Regions from separate parts of the Mus musculus genome. Here region 1 is linked to region 2. A link is a contact called in public HiChIP or PLAC-seq data. All regions are on one chromosome and are shown on one strand. The core of a region is the stretch at or near the end of the contact, and the rest is flanking DNA. Distances in the headings are between cores, read along the strand shown.

Evidence for each region. HiChIP or PLAC-seq counts read pairs in DNA pulled down with a chosen protein or histone mark.
Region 1: a contact with region 2 is called in an H3K4me3 HiChIP or PLAC-seq map of forebrain, with 4 times the contacts expected there. The contact joins two enhancer-like sites. A contact is called at or near these places in 1 of 39 promoter capture datasets (cranial neural crest), 13 of 484 Hi-C or Micro-C datasets (the N1E-115 cell line, brain, cerebral cortex and 6 more) and 9 of 115 datasets of contacts at active chromatin or transcription factors (VIP interneurons, craniofacial prominence, embryonic basal ganglia and 6 more).

What each region holds. Positions count from the first base shown.
Region 1 is chr9:41,388,745-41,393,522 of GRCm38.p6, forward strand. Mir100hg (Mir100 Mirlet7a-2 Mir125b-1 cluster host gene) reads left to right here. Exons shown (of 5, transcript NR_131928.1): 2 at 4,450-4,555. Among named protein-coding and RNA genes, the nearest start is that of Mir100hg, 15 kb to the left of the region's middle. Within about 2 kb of position 3,372, at least 30 of the 459 cell types and tissues checked have an H3K27ac peak or open chromatin away from gene starts, as enhancers often do. A contact at or near this core is called in the N1E-115 cell line, cortical neurons and forebrain, where this site is marked.
Region 2 is chr9:41,583,849-41,588,562 of GRCm38.p6, forward strand. All of the region lies in intron 4 of Mir100hg (Mir100 Mirlet7a-2 Mir125b-1 cluster host gene), which reads left to right. Among named protein-coding and RNA genes, the nearest start is that of Mir125b-1, 4.3 kb to the left of the region's middle. Within about 2 kb of position 2,618, at least 67 of the 459 cell types and tissues checked have an H3K27ac peak or open chromatin away from gene starts, as enhancers often do. A contact at or near this core is called in the N1E-115 cell line, cortical neurons and forebrain, where this site is marked.

The sequences.
Region 1 (4,778 bases), core at 2,122-4,621, 190 kb before region 2:
GGGGGAGGGTTATGATGGAGATAAATGGCCAAAAAGGTTCAAACACTTCAATAGAGCAGGAATGATACAAGTGACTGAATAATAAAACTAAGTATTCTGCCATTTACCCCTTACTTACAGCCAGAGTCATTATTACCTCAATTTGTAGATGAAATAGATTCTGAGAGGTTAAATAAAAGTCTCAAGTGGTTCCAGTTAGTAGAATATCACACAAATCCTTTACTCAGAGTCTTGTTCTGATTGGTTAGGATAAATGTCCTTTAAGGTAGGATCTGCTCTTTCTCCAATTTAATTTGATTTAAAAATATTTTAACTTCCTAGTGGTTAATTACTCTTATGCTTATACCTGTATATAATAACTATTGTTTATTATTAATCTTCACTGTGCTTATTTATTGAATGTGGAGCCGTTTCGTGGATGTTTTCATTCATGTTTTGCTTGGGTTATCAGGGGCTGTTTGTGCTACCACATGCATTTTAAGGTTGTTATTTTTTCCTTTATTATTTTAGTTGCATTCTGGCTCTTATGTATCTCCAAAGGAGTAGAAATCTCAGAAATCTTGAGTTAAACTGAAATTATTAGTTCTTGTGTGCATCAACTTAATGGTTTCCCACGAATGCTTAGAATTGAACACAGGAGAGTAATGTCAGATTCAAAAGCCCCTCTGAAGGTCTTCTGAACTAACCAGTTCACATTGTAGAGGAAATAAAGAGAAAGAGGAAGAGATTCAAAGTCTTGCATGTAGTTAGAAGCAGAGTGGGATCTCAGCTTCTCAACCAGATCTCAGATCAGATCGTGGGATCTGAGAGCTCCACATACATGGGTATACGTCAGTCCTCCTGCCTCCGAGCTCCCTAGAATTAGATGGAAATAAAAACCATGAATAGGCATTGGAGGGGATTAATAGGCAAAAATTCCTGGACTTTTTTTTTTTCAGTGATTAAGAGATGGCTAATGGAGAAAGCCAATGCGAGAATTGATAAGCAATTCATCCCAAAACAATCCTAGCAAGTACTAAAAGGCCAAGGGACGTGGTGAATTGAATGTGGATGCCAATGGTGTGGAGGTATGGAGGAATCACCTATTTTATTCCTTAAAGATGTCAAATATAGTCATGTCCTCTTAGGACAGATAGGAGCAGTGGTTCTCAACCTTCTTAACACTGAGACCCTTTAATACAGTTCCTCATGCTGTGTTGACCTCCAACCATAAAATTATTTCATTGCTACTTCATAACTATAATTTTGCTGCTGTTATGAATGGTAATGTAGATGTCTGTTATGTAAGATATCTGATACGTGAACCCTGTGGGGATTGTAGCCCACAGGCTGATAACTGCCCTGGATAAGAGGAAATGCTATCCCAAGCTAGATAACAGATGAGCTTCGAGACATAACAAGGGTCTGGGGATGATAAACTTCTCACAAGGATTGGTCAGTTTTTCTCTGGCTACTTGGCCTCTCACCTGAGTTCCTGCCCAGAGCTAGTGAGCCTTTTTTTTTCCCCCAGTAAGCTGGGGAGAGAAATCCCTAGAGAATATTTCATACTCTCATGGATGTCGGTTCTAAGCTGGGCAGACCCTGATATGGTACCAGTAATGATTGTTAGCCATGGCTGTGTCACCACCATGTGGAGCCAGATGGCTCATCTGGTCCCTTCAGCCTGAGCTGCTGGAGGCAGTGAAGCCCTACTATGCATATATACCAATCTGCCATGTGGAGTCTCATCTTACCTGGTTCTTGCTAACCTGGTCTATTGGGTTCAGTTTCACCCCGACCTTCTATGTTTGGTCTTTCTGCATATTTTTGGAGATGACCACAAATGCACTTTACCCACAGCATCCTCTCCCCACTTTCAAAGCAAAATTGAAAACAGATTCTTGCATGTGCCAGGCAGAGAAGCAGTCTACCATTGAGTTAACAGCTTCCTTCCCCCACTCTCCAGACTTCTCATGTATCCGCTTATCCTATACTGCTCACAGTTGTGTCAGGGTGTGTGTGTGTGTGTGTGTGTGTGTGTGTGTGTGTGTGTGTGTGTGTGTGTGTGCATGTGCATGTATATGTATGTGTATACATATGTATATTTATAGCAGTCATCTTAAACACATATTTTTTCTTTAAAATCTTTTACTTCTAAAACTAGCATATAAAGAAATTAATTTTCTTGGGTGTGTGGGTCTATGATTTTAATTCCTGTTTGGAATCATCACTCATAGCAGAACATTTGCCATCCTAAATGTTTTCCCATACCACTGCTTTGTACTCACATACCTCTGCCATGTCCTGTCTTTAGAGCCCCAAGTTTGCTGAGAGTAGTGTATTAACGGAATTAGAAGGTGACACTTGGCAGGGAGTGGGGGTGGGGTGGGTGGATGGCGTCCTCCACTCAATACAATGTCCTTTAGGCTCATCCGTATTGCTCTGTCAGTAACTCTTTTCATTATTATTCGATCAGATCCTTACTATGCCATCCACATCAGTGTTGAACTAGCATTAATCCCCTGTCTCAGCATCTTGAGTGTTGGGATTACAGTCATAAGTTACCACATCCTCATCCAGCTAGAACTTCCTCGCTTTTGTAGCTCCATAGTGTTCCGCATGTAACAACACTGTTCTTGGTCTTCCATTCGTGGATTACGGGGCATTCTGATTCCTTCCAGCTTGGAGTGACTGGAAATAAGATTGCGATAATATCCCTCTGCTTATATCTGTGTTAATATAAGTTAGTTGTTTTCCTCTACAGTAAATGACTGTAAGCGTACCTCTTAGTTTGGATCACGTCCCCCTTTTTGAACTTGAGTGTGCTCCACCCCTTGGTCTGCTCTCAGACTAAGACCCTCGCCTTTCCTTATGGATGAGCAGACCTTGTGGATCTGCTCCTTCTCATATCTTCCATCCCACAGCCTTTCCTTTGTAAACGAGGAACTCCCAGAGCACAATTTGAGTGGAGCCCATTTTAATTCATCTAAATGTTCTCAGCTCCGTGTTTGTTGTGGCTTGGATTATTGCACCAGTAACGTAGTACCCTCTGCTGGCTGGTTCACAATGCTGGCTCTATGCCTGTGATTTAAACAAAACAAAACAAAACCCTATAGGTGGAATGGAAACAAGCAAAAGGAATGGGGTGGGGGAGGAGGGGAGAGAAGGCGGAGCTGTGAGACCTCCCATAGAAATAGCAGCCTGACAAGTACACTTCATTTATTTGATGCTACACATATAGATAAATGTTGCAATATTTTTATGGAACCTTACAATATTGTCTTCTCAATTGTAGGCAAAGATGGGCTGTCTGGAAAGCTGGACCCAGCCTGGAGCCTGCCACCCAGATTGCTATTTTGTGAAACCTTCTGCATACAAATGACTCAGATCCAAACATTCAAAAATGATCTCGGAGGGCCATCTGGTTCTCACTGGTTCTAAAAGCTTCATTCAGCCCAGGGTGTGGATCCGGTTCAAAAGATAGAAAGAGCTTTTCACAGAGAAAGGTCTAATGTGTTCCACTGACCAAAGCTGCAAGCTAGCTTTTAAAACCAGCCAGCCATGGTGCTCTGAGGGCTAGTGGATGATGACTTTCATAGGTCAGTGGAAGTCTGATAAATATTTAATTGATGATGTGTTTGTATAGTGGTTTGAACACACACACACACACACACACACAGATGCAATTTTGTATCATCAAGAAACATGTGTTAATTTGTTTGGGTGTCTGAATGAGTCCGTGATTTAGACTGAACCAGCATGTCAGGCAGGCCATGAGGTCTACCAGAGCCGTGTAATCTTTGCGATGTGTCATTTTTAATTCGTGAAGACAATACAGTCAACCTTGCAGTCCAGATGCTGGTGTTGATCGCCTTTGCTGTTTGCATGGCCTGGCTGCTTGCCTTCCTGATCAAAGGAAGGTTTGTGTCCTCTGAAGCCAGGGGATAGGGAATGCTCCTTTGGGAGGCTCACAGCACGAACAGAAGTGGGAGCTTGTGTGATCTCAGCCTCAGCTTTGGGCTACACCCAAGTTCGGAGATGAGGCATCGGGGAATAGCAAGTGAAGTGTGTATAGTCTCGGGTGGGACACTTGCTTTCCTTCTCATTCCTGTGGGTTTCACTGTCTCATCTGACAGTAATGTTCAGGGAGAAATGTGTGTTTCCATTAATGCAGTCACACCAGCCCAAAATGTCTCATATGTTGTGGTCTTGAAAACTTTTTGTTAATGGCTTCCCATACTCTAGGATGAAGAGTTCAGGCAGAGGTTGCTGGCTCCCTAAACCCAGTACAGCACTCAAAGAAGTATATTCAAGTAAAGAAGATATTCAAGGGAGTTTGTTAAATACTGGGGACAAAACCCAGCTTGTTAAGGGCACCCACGTGTGAGATGACATGGGTGAATGTTGGGACCGTGGTGCAGTCATTGTACCCCTACTCCAGGTAACTCAGCTTTCTCTGTTCACTCTTAGTGAATCCTGCAATGGACTGACCTCATCTTCCCGAGGCTGTGATGTTTCAGGAGAGTTTCACTATTGCTGACCAACTGAGACCACCAGGAGCTCCTAAGTGCAAAGAGTAAGTGTTTTCTCCAACAAGATAATGTTTCCAAAACCAAACAACTTCAGTTGACCTTATTCACCATGTCTCTTCCAGGAGACAGGAATCCTTTCTGCAACCAGAGGCTATTACGAGTGTAAGTCAAATAATAATTTTTCCATCTTCATAATCACCACAGTAGTTTCATGAACTTTGACTACCATTGAGGATCCCAGATAACTCTTTGAATTAAAAGGATAAC
Region 2 (4,714 bases), core at 1,368-3,867:
CTCAGGCATTCAGCAGGGCGTGTGACACACAGGTTTTTATATTTTAGCAGGCAACTGCTTCATTGCAAGGGCAGGTTTCTCAACAGCCCCTCTTCCTCATGGAGCCCATCAGTGAAGTTCAGTGAAATGAATAACATAATTGGTGGTTGGTTCAATCACTACCAGTCTAGACTAGCCCAGACGCATCAATTAGTGGGGACTGTCTTTTTAGAGGGAGAGTGTAACCGAAACAAGCAGGCTATTATTGATACTGATCTTTAAAAGCGCAAATCCAGCCTGGCAGATAAAAAAAAAAAATAAGGCTGGGAGCTGCAGTGGGGGTGCACTGGGGGAAGAAAAGAGACAGGGAACTGGAGCTCAGGGCGCAGGAGGACAGGAAGCTGGAGAGAAAGGGGGGGATAATGAGTGGAACGCTCTCCTGTGCCTCCTAGGAGCACAGTTAGAATTCAGTTCACAGGGCTCAGTGGCTCACCATTTTTTACCTAGCTGAAACACACAGACACAGACACACACACAAAACCACCTCCTTTTTAAAAAGTCTTGCTTTTTTTTTTTTTTTTTTTTGGTCTGTTCAAAATCAATGCAGTTGAAATTTAACAGCTTAAGCAAGCCCACTGATAACAAGAGGAACCAGCTGAAACCCGTTTTGCAATATCTTGCCCCTCAAAGAAAAATACAGAAAATGCTTAATTTTCAAATCTCTAATTGCTCGCTTCCTTCCTTCCTTCCTTCCTTCCTTCTTTCCTTCCTTTCTACCTTCTTTTTTCTTTCTTTCTTTCTTTCTTTTTTCTTTCTTTCTTCTTTCTTTCTTTCTTCCTTTCTTTCTTTCTTTCTTTCTTTCTTTCTTTCTTTCTTTCTTTCTTTCTTCTTTCTTTCTTCCTTTCTTCTTTAAGGAGGCATGCTAGAGAAACAGTAACTCATTTTAAAATCTGGCACCTGGAATGAAATTTATGGGCAAAAACACCTTTATACAAAAAGTTTATGGCTTCCCACAGAACGCAGTGAGATTAGAATTGAGCGACTGTAACAAAGGGTGATTTGGTGATTTTGTAGGGTTTTTCTGTTTTTTTTTTCTTTTTTTTTTTTTCTGGAGGGGAAAACAGATGATTTAGAAAGTGTTAGGAACATATCAAGCCCCAGGGAAAGAAAAACGTTTGATTGGTATTAATTAAAACACTGCTAATATATTCTAATAAAATCAGATTTAACATTCTAAACTAATCCGCCTAGCATGTCAAAGGCAAAGAAAAGTATTATCTATCTTATTTGCATCTGGGCAACTCGAATGCATTTGCTCATTCGGCAGAATTAATTTCTATCACCAGTCTATTTAATCTCCTCACAGATTTAAGCAAACTTATTCTTTCAGGCTAAAAGGGCCCAGGGTGGGGAAACCATGGACGGTATTTGGAAGAGCAGTGACTGTATTTGGGGCCCATTTTCTGGCTGACCATAGTCTTTTCTCTTCATTCGTTATAATGGGATGTGGAGAACGGCAGAGATTGCAGAGTGATAAACGGCTCAGGGAGTCTTTTTTTTTTTTCTTCTTCCTCCTTTCTCTCCTTATATTATACCTGGTGGCTTATTTAAAAAATTTGGTTGCTAAATTTTAACAATGGCATTTATTTAGTGCTGCCAACCTGTTCATGAACATCTAATTTTTGTTTTCTAATTTCAGAACCTATATCATCACAGATTTCTAATGGAAAATAAATAGATAGATAGATAAACAAATAAAGGTACTTATACCAAAAACCCATTATTTTTCTTAGCTATTTTCTTTTAAGCTTCAGTCCTAAGGGTCAGTGAGGAAATATAAAATTTCAATCACCAAGAACTGAGTTCTTTGTTCTGTTTTTAAGTCAAATATCTCTTTGGGAGAATTCCATATTTTCATGGAGCATGGAGTTTCAGCTCTTTATTGCTAAGCTCTCCCGACTGATAACATCATCCTCAGATGGTATTATGGCCAAAATATTTTGCCTGAATATTAGTCTCCTGAACCTGATAGCCCATGCAAATATGAACCTAACACACACACACACACACAAAGATGAATGGGCCGGAAATGCTGAGGCCCGTATGGGTGTGTTTCTATAAGGAGGGAGTCTGCAGGCTGTGGGGAGGTAGACTGCCTGCAGTCTGCATCACGGAGGTGGCTGCAGAGATCTTTCTCCATTGCCTTTTCAAGTCTTCAAGGTAAAAGAGCAACTGCAGTTTGGTTTCACTTGTATTGTTCCATAATCCAGGCAATAAATGCTAATTAGTAATGCTCAAGGATCCGACCATTCAGAGTAATTATCATAATTTACTTCTTCCTTGTTAAAGACATTCCTTGCTGATTTTAAAAAAAAAAATCAAGTCATTCTGTCCCCCATTACATTACAGTGAGTATTCACTAGAGAGATGTTCAAGGTCCACTCAGAGCCTCATGGCTGCATTTGAAGTCACCCGACATGTGCCTTGGCTTATTCCAAGTGGAGCCACAACTTAATTTCAAAAGCAGAATTCATGTAAATGCATCGAATTCTGCACATGCACCAGGAATGTATGATTTTTATTTTACAAACCCCAAAGGCTCCTCCTTCCGGGCCCACCCCTTTTTTCTGAAACCACTTATGAGCAGAACAAAGGAATGTACTAACTGTGGAGGCAGCATTACATGTGAGCAGTCACTGCACTGTGAAGTGTGCGCTACGACAACATATTTCATCGTACAGAAGTGCGGATAATTAAATAATGCCACAGCAACCCTGACTCATTAGCAGAAAGATCTTTAAGGAGGAATCAAGAAGATGGATCCAATCAACTTGGAGAGTACTCTTCCTTCTCTGAGATCTCAAATATATTTTAGTTGGTTGGTGATTGATTCATGCAGGGCTCGAGGACAAAAGCCAGTTTCTCAAAGCCGAATGCGGATCTTTTTTAGACGAACAAACTGTATGTCTTAGATGAGTTGGATTTAACATAAGGCTTAATGTTTGGAGTCAAAGGTAGAGCGTGCCACCTTGATGCTCATTTCCCCTTTTATCCATAGATCTAAGAAATGCCCAACCCTTAACCTTTCAGTTGGCTTCCTCAACATGCATGTAGCCTCTCCTACATTTTCTAATGACGGATGTTCAAGTTCCTTATTGCTTGAACCAAGTAAGTATCATCGTCACAGAAATAAGCAACTGTACTCAGTGTCTTCCAGGGTCTCCCCCTACTCCATTTCCTTTGTCTAGGTGCTATTCTCAGTTTTCAGTGTCCATTGGTCCTTTAAGGGGGAGCTCCAGGTTTAACTTGAGGGCTATAAGCATTGGAAGAATAATTCCCATTGGATACTGTACAGAGAAGCCACCTGCAAAATGTTGACGCTGTTATTGAAGTCTCAAGTGGAGTCAGCTTTCAAAAAATTAGATATTAGATACATCCGGCATAATTTGCAATCTGTAATTATACTAATGTGCATATAGCTGTGCTTTGCTTTATCTGTAGCCTACTTGAGTGTGTCCCCATCACCCCCCATCCTCGGGCATGTCTCATGCTTGGAATTGCTTGGGAGGAGAGTGCTTTGTAAGTCAGCTTAGGGTTTTTTTTTTAATTCCTTGTTAATTAATACAAGAATAAAAGGACTTTGCTTCATGTGTGCTTCCATGAGAATGAAAGTGGAAAACCTAGATGTTGCAAACTCTTGATCTTTCAAAGGCTCCTCACTGGAGAAAATTTGAATTCTTTGCAAAATATTTGCAGTTCTTTGTGAGTTTGGTCTTCATCCTGGCTGTGGATAACTCGGAAGCACAGAGAACAACAGAAAAGTACATATTACACATAAGGAATCCATTTCCTTTGTTGGAATCAGAGACATGGCATTTGCCAGAGATGATGATTTTTAATCTAATAAAAGCAATCAAACCATTAACAATAATAAACAATTTTCTGTTTTTCCCCTCCATTTTGCATGTCACGAGATGAGTAACTGAGACTCTTATCCACTAACTTCAGTTCCCTTTTGGGGCCTCAACACGATTCCAGAGATCTACTGATGGCTCCACTGGGGAGCCCCCTCCAGCGAGCTGCCCCCCCCCCCCAAGATCTACCTATTAAGAAAAAGCCCAGGCAGATCACAGTGAGTTGGCTGGTCAGCCTGCTACTTGCCATTTGCCATGTATGCAGTAGGTGGTGAGCTTGTCGAGACAAGCTTAGAGAATTGTTACAGAGTAAGACTATGTGAGGCCCTAAGTTTTTGCTTCTTCATTCAAATTACAAAAAGGATCTCAAGAGAACTTTGCATTGAATAGATGATGCTACTCCACTGCTCTTGCAATTAGGTAGGTATAGAACCCAAAGAACAAAGCTGTAAAATTTTTAACTCTCGACAAACATGTGGAATCTGACCTTTCTCCTACTGTCCACTTCATATTCATTCCTTAAAATTCCTTTTAATAGTGTTTATAATATACATAGCATATAAAAGCCTGTTTTGCATGGGTTGGCTATATAAAACATCAAAGCCATATATAGCTTGTTTCTTTTTTTTTTTTTTTTTCAATCTTCTCACATATTCTTGGGCTTTCCATTAGTCACTACCTTTATGAATCATAGCAGTATTATAGGCACTGTCTTTTCTTAATGCAATACCATGCTAATTTATTCACGAATGAGTCGTACATGCATGCCAAAGCTTAACATCCCCAATATCACTGTTTACAAAATGCATTGCCTGGGCATA